Linked DNA regions of Gossypium arboreum: region 1 is linked to region 2. The links are chromatin contacts, called in public Hi-C maps. All regions are on one chromosome and are shown on one strand. Each heading gives the region's core, a stretch centred on a gene start, on an enhancer-like site or on the middle of the called end of the contact. The rest is flanking DNA. Distances are from core to core; before and after follow the strand shown.

What was found. A called contact is a pair of places that touch in the nucleus more often than the background predicts.
Region 1: a contact with region 2 is called in a Hi-C map of leaf, with 4 times the contacts expected there. The contact joins the promoter of LOC108464524 here to the promoter of LOC108474529 in region 2. A contact is called at or near these places in 2 of 5 Hi-C or Micro-C datasets (both in leaf).

What each region holds. Positions count from the first base shown.
Region 1 is chr2:112,576,270-112,582,716 of ASM2569848v2, forward strand. It overlaps LOC108464524 (60S acidic ribosomal protein P2A-like), which reads left to right and starts at 3,849. Exons shown (of 4, transcript XM_017764873.2): 1 at 3,849-3,975; 2 at 4,071-4,181; 3 at 5,059-5,288; 4 at 5,374-5,580. The coding sequence starts at 4,094. The coding sequence ends at 5,400.
Region 2 is chr2:112,313,323-112,319,292 of ASM2569848v2, forward strand. It overlaps LOC108474529, which reads right to left and starts at 4,567. Exons shown (of 1, transcript XM_017776478.2): 1 at 3,532-4,567. The coding sequence starts at 4,458. The coding sequence ends at 3,697. It overlaps TRNAD-GUC (transfer RNA aspartic acid (anticodon GUC)), which reads left to right and starts at 4,958; the gene lies at 4,958-5,029.

The sequences.
Region 1 (6,447 bases), core at 2,599-5,098, 260 kb after region 2:
TTATACATTTATATTTTAAAAGCTTACAAAACCATTTTTCTAACCAAAAACCCCCGAAATTCCTAACCCTTCTTTTCCTCATATTCTTCACCTTGGCCGACTCATAATACTCCTCCACCACATTCGCGGTTTCAGCCAGACCCACAAGGATCTGTCAACCTTCAGACCGGAGGAGCCAACGTCAACTAAATCGACACCAAAAAAGTAAATAAACTCCCTTTTTTAGATTCGTCAAGTAGATTCAAAATAAAGTAAAAAAAAGAATAAGAACAGAGAAAAAAATGCGAATCACCTTTGGTAAACTGTTTTTTAATTGATTTCTTTTTTTTTTTTCGTCCCCCTTTAATACAATTGAAAAGATGGCTTTATAGCCGAAAAATAGAAACAATACAACATTTTTTGTCTCTTTTTCTTCTTCTGCTATTGTGCTCTGCTGCCATTTTTTCATGTTTCGCAGGTACAAGGCCAGCTAAGGCGTACGGAGGAAGCGACGTGGCTTGTGGTGGTCCGTGAAGGCCGTACAGAGGCGCGCTGGAGGCTGTACGAGGGTTGGGAGGCCAGCTGCAGTGCAAGGGAAGCCCTAGTTTCTTTTTCTAAAATATTTTGAGCTATTTGGGCTTTGAATTTTTTGGGCTAGGGTAGAATGGACTTGTGGGCTGTTAATGATATTTAGATTTTTACTTATTTTTGTTTTTTTTATTTTGGGTTTATAGGCTCGGGCTAAATTAGGCCTCTACACTTTATTTTAAATAGTTTTATACATTATTTATTTTAGATTTTTTTACATATTAGTTCTCTTAAACTATTTTATGTATCATTTATTTAAAATTGATTTATAGGATTCATTTCAAATTGTTTTATTGTATATTATTTTAAGTTATGTACATATATATATTTTTAAAACTAGTTACTTTAAACGGTTTTATTGCATATTATCTTAAATTATTTTATAATTTATTTATTTTATGTTTTATATATATACTATTTATTTTAAGTTTTTACATATTATATATTTTAAATTTTTATATATATTATGTAGTTCAAATTATTTTATATGTCATTTATTTTAAAAAATTTATATATTGTTTATTTCAAATTGTTTTATTATTATTCACTTTAAATTTTTATATTTATATTATTTATTTGAGACTTTTTTATTCGTTTTCAATTGTTCTTATACACTATTTATTTTAAACTATTATTTACTTGAAATTGTTTTATATTATTTTATTTATTTCATTTTCTTGATTGTTAATATTGGAATTTAAGTGACATCATTACGTGATTATTGCCATTATATGTATTATAATTCTTTTATTCGTATTTCCATCTCATTGTCACTCACTTGTATAATATTGTATTCATGTATCATTGTTCCATGCTCATTACTATATTTTTATTTCATGTCATCGCATCGTGAATTTGGCTCTAATGTATTTATCCAATATAGATTATTTCATTTTTCTCCAAACAAAATAAACTCACATTGCGAAGTGTCATACTCGCTATATTTCAAAAAAGAAAATTTTCTAAATAAGGTAATATTTCGTGTTTTAGGAAATTCGAGGAATCGTGCCCTAACTTATGGGGTTTCAGTTTTCTCGTTAAACCTAAATGGCCAAATATCCTTTTAAGTTCCAAAACACATGAAATTTCAATTAAAATTAAAGACAAACTTGTGCTCGGGAGTTCATGGTATCGCGTCCTAACTTACGGGATGTGATACTCCGATATCTCGAGACGAAGAAATCTTTAGCAATTATTTTGATTTAATTCAAGTATTTTTAAAATTGACGTTAATAAAAACGATCGTATTTTAAATCCGTTCCCGATTTTCAACTTTCGACATTAAGATACTAACTAACAACCCGGTACCAATTTTGGGCGTGACGAGGGTGATAATCCTTCCTCGCACGTAACCAACTCCCGAACCTGTTCTCTCGAGTTTCGTAGACCAAAAACACCGTTTTAATAAACTAAAACATTTTATTAAAGTAAAGGTGATCCGATCATACCCAATAAAGATCGGTGACGACTCTCTTTTTAATTTTTATTTTCAAACAAAATCGATTCCCGTCTTCCAAAAAAATAGCTTCGACAAGTGGCATATTTGAACATTCATCAAATCAAAGAACATAACAAAGAGGAAACGCAATCGAGAGAAGTTCATGCTCATAAAGGTGCAAAGATAGATATTCGTTTAAAATTTTACTTTTTTTTACTTCTTTATATGAATTAAATTTTGTATTGAATTTTAATTTTTAGAAATTGTATATAGGTTTAGTTTTATTAATTGTGTTTGAATAATTTACTATAATTTGTGGATGGTTTAAAATAATAATAATCAATAAACCAAGTTTATAAACAGTGATGTTGGGTGGTTTACTTTGCTTAAGGTAAGGTGGAGAGCCGGAGAGATAGAGTGTGATACATTTTCTACTTTATTTTTTTTTCTAATTTTTTTATTTATTATTTTATTTATTACTTGTTCTCAAATTTCTTCTTTTAGTGTTTTTATTTTCTTTATTTCTAAATTTGTTTATTTCTTTTTTACAAGTCAGATTTTAATCTTTTTTTCTCAAGTCGAACAATTTGAATACAATTCTTTTTCCACTCTATTCCCTATCAGAGAGATAGAGAATATCCCATTTTCAGTATGGACTAAAGGTTTATATACCCTTAACAATGATTCTGAAGTGTCATGTGTTGTCTTTCCATGAGTGAGCCCAAGTCAAGTTACCCAAGTAGTATGCCACTATAGGTCTAGATAGGGTGACGATTGGACACATTATTAAGCACTTCAAATAGGATATGAAAGTTGGTGTTAGTAGTGATGGTTAATGTGTGGGGTCCACTTGGGTGTGTAGTTGAGGAGTATATGCTAGAAGTTGCCCTCAAAGGGTTATTTGAGGAGTATTTGATGTCTACGATGGGTGGATGCTCAAAAAAATGTGTTCGAGGACTAGGAGGTATAACATTCCTCAAATCTTTTGTAAAGAAAAAAAAATAGAGGGAAATAAAGAAAGTGAAAAAATTTTGTTGATATCAATTGGAAAAAAAAAAGGGAAGTTAAAAGAAAACAATTAAATTACTCAAAAGAAAAAATATAGGGATTAGAGGTACAATTTGACCTAAAAATTTCGTTTGAAATGGCAATTTAACTAAACTTGTTCATGAATTAGTTACCTGCCCAAGCTCGAAAGTCTACTTAAAATTTACGAGAGTTTGGAAAAAAAAATTAGGTTTGAAAACGGGCTTGGAAAAAAAAACTAAGCTCATTCAAAATATAGGTTAAACTCAGACTGTAGCTCAAACATTCAAGGCCCAAATCCAGCTCATATTCTATGTTTTAATGTATTATAGTATGTTATTTATATCTATTATATAATTTATAATACATAAAAACTAAATTTATAATAATATATAATACTATAATGTAAATATCAAAAAATACTTTTAAGATGCGTATATTTAATTTTTAATAAACTAAAAATATAAAATTTATTAAAATATTAAATTGAAAATATTTTAAAATTTTTAAAAAATGATATAGACGAGACTAAAATAGACTTATGTTAACCAATTATAAATATAGATGAGTTTGGGCAAATTTTTAACTCATATTTTGGTCAGTGAAGCTTAAGTATGTATAAAATGTGTTAATATCATAATTTAATTTGACCCAACTTATGAACACCTACCCGATCAATTTTTTGTTACATCATTAATGACTCAATTACCAAAAATGATAGAAAATGAATAACGTTAATGATCATTTCGTAACAAATTAATGTTTGATGACTAAAACATAATTTAAAACATATATAAATGACTATTTCTTTTAGTTTACCCTTTTTGAAAATCTTATTTTCTCTTTTAAGCCTAAAACCCTAATTTGCAAATATCATATAAAGCTTGTCACGGCCTTTGTTATTTCCATTTGAAAACCCAGGGTTTCTTCCATAGCCGCCCCTGGTTTGTCTCTTCTTCTCTTTCATCTCCTTTGCTTAAACTTTCGTTTTCCTCCATTGGCTTTATAGTTGTAACTTAATTGTTGTTTTTCTTTACAGAAATTATATAGAAGAGAGAGAGAATGAAGGTTGTTGCTGCTTATTTGTTGGCTGTTTTGGGAGGCAACACTTCCCCTTCAGCTGATGATCTTAAGGCCATTCTTGGCTCTGGTAAACTATTTTCACCTTCTTCTTCTTTTTTTTTGATTTGACTGCTATGTTTCCTTTTATCTGTTTCAATCTCTGCACTTGGTAATCCATTTGTTTGTAAATTGTATTTGCACCTTTTTTCATAGGTTTGATCCAAAAGTTTAGATTTCTTGTGTTGTAACCTGTTTTTTTGTGAATGTCAATTTGATTATGAGGTGGGTTTCGTATAAAAATATAAACTTTGTACTGTATTTGTGTATTGGTTTGAGATTTCACATCTATATTGAACCCCTTAATTCAAAACATGTTTGGTTTAGAGAAATGTACGATGAATGAATACTAGAATGCAATTTGCTACTTCTATATAATTCAATATGGTAGTCTTTTTTGGTTTCATAAATAAATTTGAAGTTGGTAAACTCAATAATCTTATACTAATTTATATGCTAATGGTGTCATTACATTAATGGGATTGAATTGACATTTACAGAAGTGCTCAAATGAAGGTCAAACCTTTCAAAATGGTCAAGTGAAAAGTCAAACCGTTTTGAAAGCCCTCAAATAAGGGTTTTTCAAATGTCCTATATCAGTTTTCAAATTGTCTTTATTGTTTTCTTTTTTGTTTCAATCAATATCTGATTTAGCTGTTAGCTGAATTGCGTGAAAAGCCCTTATATGACCATTTTGAAAGGTTTGACCCTTATGCGAGCAATCCTAAAAGGTTAAGTCTCGAATTGAGCATTTAACTATTTCTGATTTAGCCAATTCCGATAACAAAGATGTAGAGTGAATTTCATTGCTTATCTATGTTTCTTTTTTGTCCATCAAACAAGGATATAACAATTCTGTATATAGACAGTGTTTCAAAAGATTTACATAAATATGATTTTGTTTACAGTTGGTGCTGAAGCTGAAGATGAAAGGATTCAACTTCTTTTATCTGAGGTCAAGGGCAAAGATATAACAGAGCTTATTGCATCCGGGAGGGAAAAGCTTGCCTCCGTTCCATCTGGTGGTGGTGGTGTTGCTGTTGCAGCTGCTGCTCCTGGTGCCGGTGCCGCTGCAGCTCCAGCTGCAGCCGAGGCTAAAAAAGAAGAGAAAGCTGAAGAGAAAGAAGAATCCGATGATGTAATAGCACTCCTAACCTCAATTACATGTTTTGTTCAATTAACTTTTGTTCTAATTAACTTTTGTTTTGTTCAATTTCTTGCAGGATATGGGATTCAGTCTCTTTGATTAAAGAGTTGGTATTTTGCAGAAATTCTCTTCTTTTTTTTTTCAAATTTAAGGCCAGTTTAGATTCTAAAATTTCGTTATTTTCGTTTTCAATTCGGGGATTCGATGAACAATGGCATATGTTTTTGCTTAAACTTAATGTTGCAATGAATTTTCCATAGTCTATTATGATGATTTTCTTGAATCTCATGGCAATTTTTTTTGCGAGTCTTTTTCATATATATATTGGGATGAACAAATATGCTACAATATTCATTGATATGTCCCAACTTATAAAATTTTTTCATATTTATTTGGTGATCAAATTTGTTCATATTCATGGTCTAATATGTCCAACACAGAAACAGTCATGTTTGGATGATATGTAGTGTTGGAAAATTCTAGAGGGTGTGCTTTTTAATATTTATATTATTTTTAATCTAATATTTAATAATTTAATATTATAATATTATATATTATTATAGATTTAATTTGTGTTATAAATTACAAAATATGTAAAAATAGCTTAAAATATTAGAAACTTAAATCTCTGTCACTTGTAGTTATTTATCATTCAAAGAATGAATGACTGAAAAATGATGATCCACGGATTCAATAATCTTTCTTACTTTTGAGATAACTAAAGCTTGCTATCCATTTTACTTTTGAGATAAGTAAAGCTTGCTATCCATTAGGAGAATACAATTTCTCCTCTGTTTCAGTCTTCTTTCTTTTTCAGTTTTCAATAAAAGTAAATAGCAGAATCATGGCTAGGAAACTATACCAATGACTTACATAATTTTATTGTAGAAATTTTCAAGATTAATGATTGGACGGACCATGCAAACTATAAATATTTTTCCTTGGATAGAGGAGATTATTCAATCTATTTGCGTATTGCTCATGATCTATATAATAACCGGGGTTTCCATTTTAAATTGAGATTCATTTTAAACGAGCAAAGAATATAATATTTTTGTCGAAACCTTTTTAAATTTCAGATGTGCCTTCAAATTTAGATAGATAATTTAATCCTTGAACATGCCTAAATTGGAAAAATTGTAGGCATTGA
Region 2 (5,970 bases), core at 3,317-5,816:
TTTTAAAAATTATTAAATAATTATTGAATTATTTGAAAGTATTCATTTAAATTAAGTTGCTAAAATGATTGTTAGATAGTATTCATTGCTTATACCGTATGTCAATCGAAAACTCTCATTCCTCTTTTCTTTTACAATTCAATTTTTTTTTATGAAACAACTTTTAATATTACAAATCTTCGAACCAAAATCTAAATAATTTTTTTTTGATATTTGAAACTGACTATTAAACTGATTTGAACTTGGTATACGTGCTTCTACTTATTGATAAGCATTAATCCATTATACCAATCATTGTATTGTTGTTTGGAGTGGGCTAAGAGATGTTAAATCCACCACCGCTCCACAGTCAGCATGTTCTAGTTCACAACCCATTCTGCTACACTATGAACTTACTCTGCTCCGCTTCAATTTATTTTACTACTTATTTTTATCATTTTCAATTTTTCAAATGCAAGTAAATATTTAAATATAAAATTTTCAATAATTTAAACACAATTCTCTAAATAATATATTTAAATATAAAACATATGAATTTTTCCATACCACAATATTATATTTTCTCTTTTAGTAATTATATTTGTACAAGGATAAAATGTTCATATACTGAAAAAGAGGAGGCGAAATAAACAATTACCATAAATACACTATATCTATCATAAATACTCCATATCCACTATAAAAAGAAATTTCCACTCACCCCAATAAATTATTTTTAATTTAAATTTAATCATTACAAAGATTATAGTTATCATCAATTATACTGATTGCCAATACTTTTAACTCTTATTTTTTTTATCGTATAATATTGTTTTAAAATGATAAAACTTGTCAAAGTGAAGTGATGGGTTTGAGAGGTAGAGCCAACTGCTACAACACAAGATAATAAAAAAATTTTAATCGAAAAAGGGAAAGGAAATTGAAAGCAACATTTAAGAAATCCAATTGTCTCAACAACCAAACTCAAAAACAGCATTTCTTTGTTTAGTTCAATGGTAGTTGTGTTTTTAAGGAAAATTAAAGGAATACAAACAATTAATAAAAAATTATTTTATTATTAAATCTTTTTTAAGACTAGAATTAGTCCTTCATGGTCTTATTGGCCAACTAACAAAATCAACAATCATATAATTTTATACACTTATCAATTAATCAGATGATGATGAAACGTGATAAAAAATGTTTCTAGTTCAATAAAATCTTGAAAAAGACTTTAGCTTCAGCTTGGGCATACCCCATACATGCTCTAGGACCCTTGGTGCTTAAAAAATATTGAATATTAAACCTATATATCACCTATAGTTAAAGGATGAAAGGGATTATGTCCCTTGTGCAAGACTGAAATAGTAATACATATTTACACATCCCACCAACAATAAGAATGCAGGTAAAAGAAAAGGTAAATTTGCAGCTTGCAGATGTAATCTACGCATATAGCAGTTTTGAAGGGAACTATTAGAACTAGAAGTTATGCTATTAAGTTCCATGCCTACCATAGAAACCTGCAGTCCTACCTACGCGCTCTTAAAATTCTATACTTAAAAAAGCCTGTAATATATCCAAGACTGAAAACCTGTGAAAGTATTGTGACGACATTGTAAAGACCCTTTGAACTAAAAGTTATGCTTTTCGGGCCAATGTCTACCATAGAAACCTGCATGTCTTGCGTATGTACTCTGAGAATTCAATACTTAAAAGGAGTCATACAAAGTAATCAGTATTCCAAGATTCAGAACTTATGAATGCTTCGTGACAACATCCCACCTTAGAAACGAGCAAGATATATGAGGTTTAAGGAAGAAAACAGCAACAATCAAGAGAATTAGGTTTGTAAAACTAGTTAGAAAAAAGTAGGGACAGCATATATATACATACATATATAAAAGACTTTCTTGCAAGTGAAGTTACTAGACTTTCCTGCAAATAAAATTTTATTTTTAACCCTAAACCCTGAAGAAAACTAATAATCTTTGCTATCTAAAATGAATCTGTAGGAAACTTAATCACATAAGAATTAGAGCTTGCTAAATTTGTAGGGCACTCAATCACACAAGTCAGAAACATTAAAAACTGGACTGATATGCAAATCTGTTGGCAACTCAATCACATGAGATGAGCATTAGAATTTATTTTCTTTAACATCTTACATGACCTAAACTTCTTTGGCTTCAATTTGTGATGAGTTCCCTAAAACTGAACTTAATTTATATTTAGTCTAATGATGTAAATCCAAGCACTAATGCACAGAGTCTATATTATAAAATGACACCTCAAGAACTTCCACACCAAAAAACTGATCTAAATTTATATTTAGCCTGTAAAACTGTAAAAAGAGATAAAAATCATCATTATTCTCAAGAGAATCAAGGACCCAAAGTGAAAAACAATCTTTCCTCATGCCCAAAGAGATGTTTTCTCCTTATTGCCTTAATATGCTTTGCCAGGATGAGTAAATAGTTTTATTGAAGATAATGGCTAACACCAAGGATCTCTCAGAACCCATCTCCAACAACATAGTACTTGATAAAACAGAATGATCAGAGTAACTTGATCATGAATTATATCTAATATTGACGCAAATAGAAAACAATGAAGAAGGTAAAATCCTATTTCAAGCCCTCAAACAAACTTATCTTCTATCTTATGTGGACCCCTGATTCAGGTACGTGTTTCTACTCAATAAAATGAACCATTGGATAGCTTGATGATGAATTAAACTAATAGTCAAGTGAAAAGATAACAATGAAGAAGGAAAAAGCCTATTTCAAGTCCTCAAACAAGTTTATCTTCTTCTATCTTAAGTGGACTCTTGATTAGGGTACATGATTGTACTCAATAAAACAAAATCATCCGACTAGCTTGATCATTAATGAAATCAAATATTCATGCAAATAGGTGATGATGAAGAAGGTAAAATCCCATTTCAAGCCCTCAAACAAGTTTATCTTATCTTATGTGGACCCATAATTCAAGTCCGTGTTTCTACTCAATAAAACAGAACCATCCGGATAGCTTGATAATGAATTAAATCTAATAGTCATGCGGAGAGATGACAATGAAAAAGGGAAAAGCCTATTGCAAGTCCTCAAACAAGTTTATCTTCTTCTACCTTAAGTGGATTTGTGATTAGGGTACATGTTTGTACTCGATAAAACGGAACCATGCAAATAGCTAGATCATGAATAAATCAAATATTCATGCAAATAGGTGATAATGAAGAAGGTAAATTCCCATTTCACGTCCTCAAACAAGTTTATCTTCTTCTATCTTACTCAGGCTCAGGATTCGGGGAGCTTGATCATGAATTAAATCCAAAATTCACGTGATCGAATAATAATGAAGAAAGTAAAAGCCTATTTCAAGTCCTCAAACAAGTTTATATTTTTCTATATTAGTCGGATTTGGGATTCGGGTTCATGTCAAACACAAATATGCTCAATAATTTTTTCTAAAAAAATTAGGATACATTTGAAAGATCATATAGATATCCATGTCAAGTGAAAAAGAGCTCAATACAAACCGAGTAATAACTTTGAGCTAAAAAGGCAAATTTCTATGAAATTTCAGTTCTGTTCAACATTGTAGATATCAAAATTCAACCAAAAAAGAGAAAAAAAAGAAAACCTCTTTAGAATACATAGCAATTAGTATCCACTAAAAGAACCTAACCCTAGATACAAGCAAATTGTACTTCAATTAAAATATAACAAGAAGCGAAAACAAAGTGTAGATTAAGAAACAAGCGTACGATATAAGGCCGCGATGTTCTTCACCTCCATCAGCAAGTGCCACCATTAAATTGGTGCAAGCCCTAGTGGCCCAAACAACGAAAATCCCCGCCACGGCGTACCTAGCAACGCTAGTCCCCTGGGGAATAAAAAGCGATGCTGCAGAGAAGATCACCACCGGTAACATACAATAACCAACCACGCTCGTACACGTATGAAGATCTAGGTTGCCGTTGCGACCCGCTAACATATTGAAAACGACATAGAGGAAAATCGAGGAGACGACGATCCAGCCAAGGATGACGCCGAATTGGATCTTGCCAGCGAGGAGTTGGAATAAGCAGAGGGATAAGTAGAGAAAGATAGGGCCTGATAAGTCGGAGTCTTTATGGGCCGTCGGGTTCACCCGGAGAGGGTTGAGGATGGATCTGGTCTTGTACCAGATTTGATCCGGGTGGATACCGAGTTCATCGAGAAGGGGCTCTTCGTCTTCGAATGAAGCGGATCCGGTTGCTGCGGAGGAGGAGATTGAACCGCCTAAGGATACCGACGACGATGTGGCCGAACCCATATCAAAAGACATGAAGGGTAAAGCGGAAGAGGAGGAAGGAGGGCGTGAGGGTTGGAATGGCGCAGTGGGTACCCGGCGTTGGTTGATGTTTCCGACGGAAGGGTTGACTCCGCCGCCGGAGGGGAAGACCACCGGCGGCACCGTGAATTCTTTCGCCATTTCTTGTTAAAGCTACAAAGACTTGTTTTGTGGGTATCTAGAAATTACTAATTTTTTTCCGTGGAATCTTTTTGTGTTTCCAACTTTTAAGCTTGTTAATGGAATTTATTGGGCGCTGATTAGACCCGGCCCGACTTGCCGAGTTTTGGGTAATTTAATAAAATGTTTATTAAATTTTAATTATAAAAACATATTAAATATGAGAAAATATTTACTATGCAACGAGTAAAGTTTTTAGACTAAACAAGTAGTGTTAGAAAGTAAGCGTACATTGTCAACGTATTAAATGGGATATTACTATTCTTTCTTTTTCTTTATATATTTTTCATATTCATTTTACGGTTTGTATTCGGGATTCGTGGTTACCACTCTAAATAATTTTATCTCTAGAGGTAAGCGTTCGATGGAATTATGTGAAAATTTTTTTACTTAAATAAAGAGTTCCTAAACTCTTAATTTATTTACCAAAAGATATATACTTCTTTTCAAAAGCAACAAGGTCGTTGTAGTATAGTGGTAAGTATTCCCGCCTGTCACGCGGGTGACCCGGGTTCGATCCCCGGCAACGGCGATGTTTTTTTTCAATTTGAAAACTCGATTTCTGAGAAAGAGCCATGAAGAAGCTGTACTTTCAAATTATGTCTGATTAATACTTTTTCGGTATCGTCTCAATTTTCAAATCTATGCATGAAGATAGTTGAGTTGTTAGTCCAGAATATAGTGTTCTATGATAATTTAATGAAACTCACTAGTAACTCGTAGTGATTCTGAACCATTAAGTTTGTTTTTTCCCCCTGTAAACTATCAACATTAATGGATCCATTATCCAATTAAAGAGAGAACAATGATAATACTATATGACAAAAATGATGGAAATAGGAAGAACTTGGGTCCATATCTGGGGTCTTGATGTCTATAGGTTCGCCACTGTTATAATAGGAAGAACTTGGGTTAGAATTGAAGCTGAGGTTGAGGTGGTCAGTAATGGTAATGGCTGAATTTTTTGGCTTAGAGTAGGTGGGGTTGGAGAATTTTTGGTTAAGCTCAGATAATAGCGCTTGATTCTCCTCGTTGAGAAGCTTTGCTTTCTTCCTCAACCTCTCATTCTGTTTCAGTATGTAACAGTTCTTCATGTATAGCTCTAAGTTCAGCTTTTCCATGACTATCCAAACTTCCTTCAACTTGCCTGTAATGCCCCCCTGAAACCCAGTTAAAAAACCAATGGGGTTTTAGGATAAAAGAAACCACTGTAATTGACACAAATTATATGTATGTATTTACGTACGCATGGCATTAAAGATCACTAATATAAAACTGGTTATCTTATTAGTGGAGAAACAAGCAGGTGGATGATGGCAAATGATACTTGTTTTGTGAGTAATATTTTGTAGGAGCAACCCTATATGGTCTATATATAGGGGATTATAATTAGGGCAATAGCTGCCCAGGACTCTTTCGGCTGGCCTATACATGAAAGAAAGGGATAAAGGTTATTACAAGGTCGACTGCAGA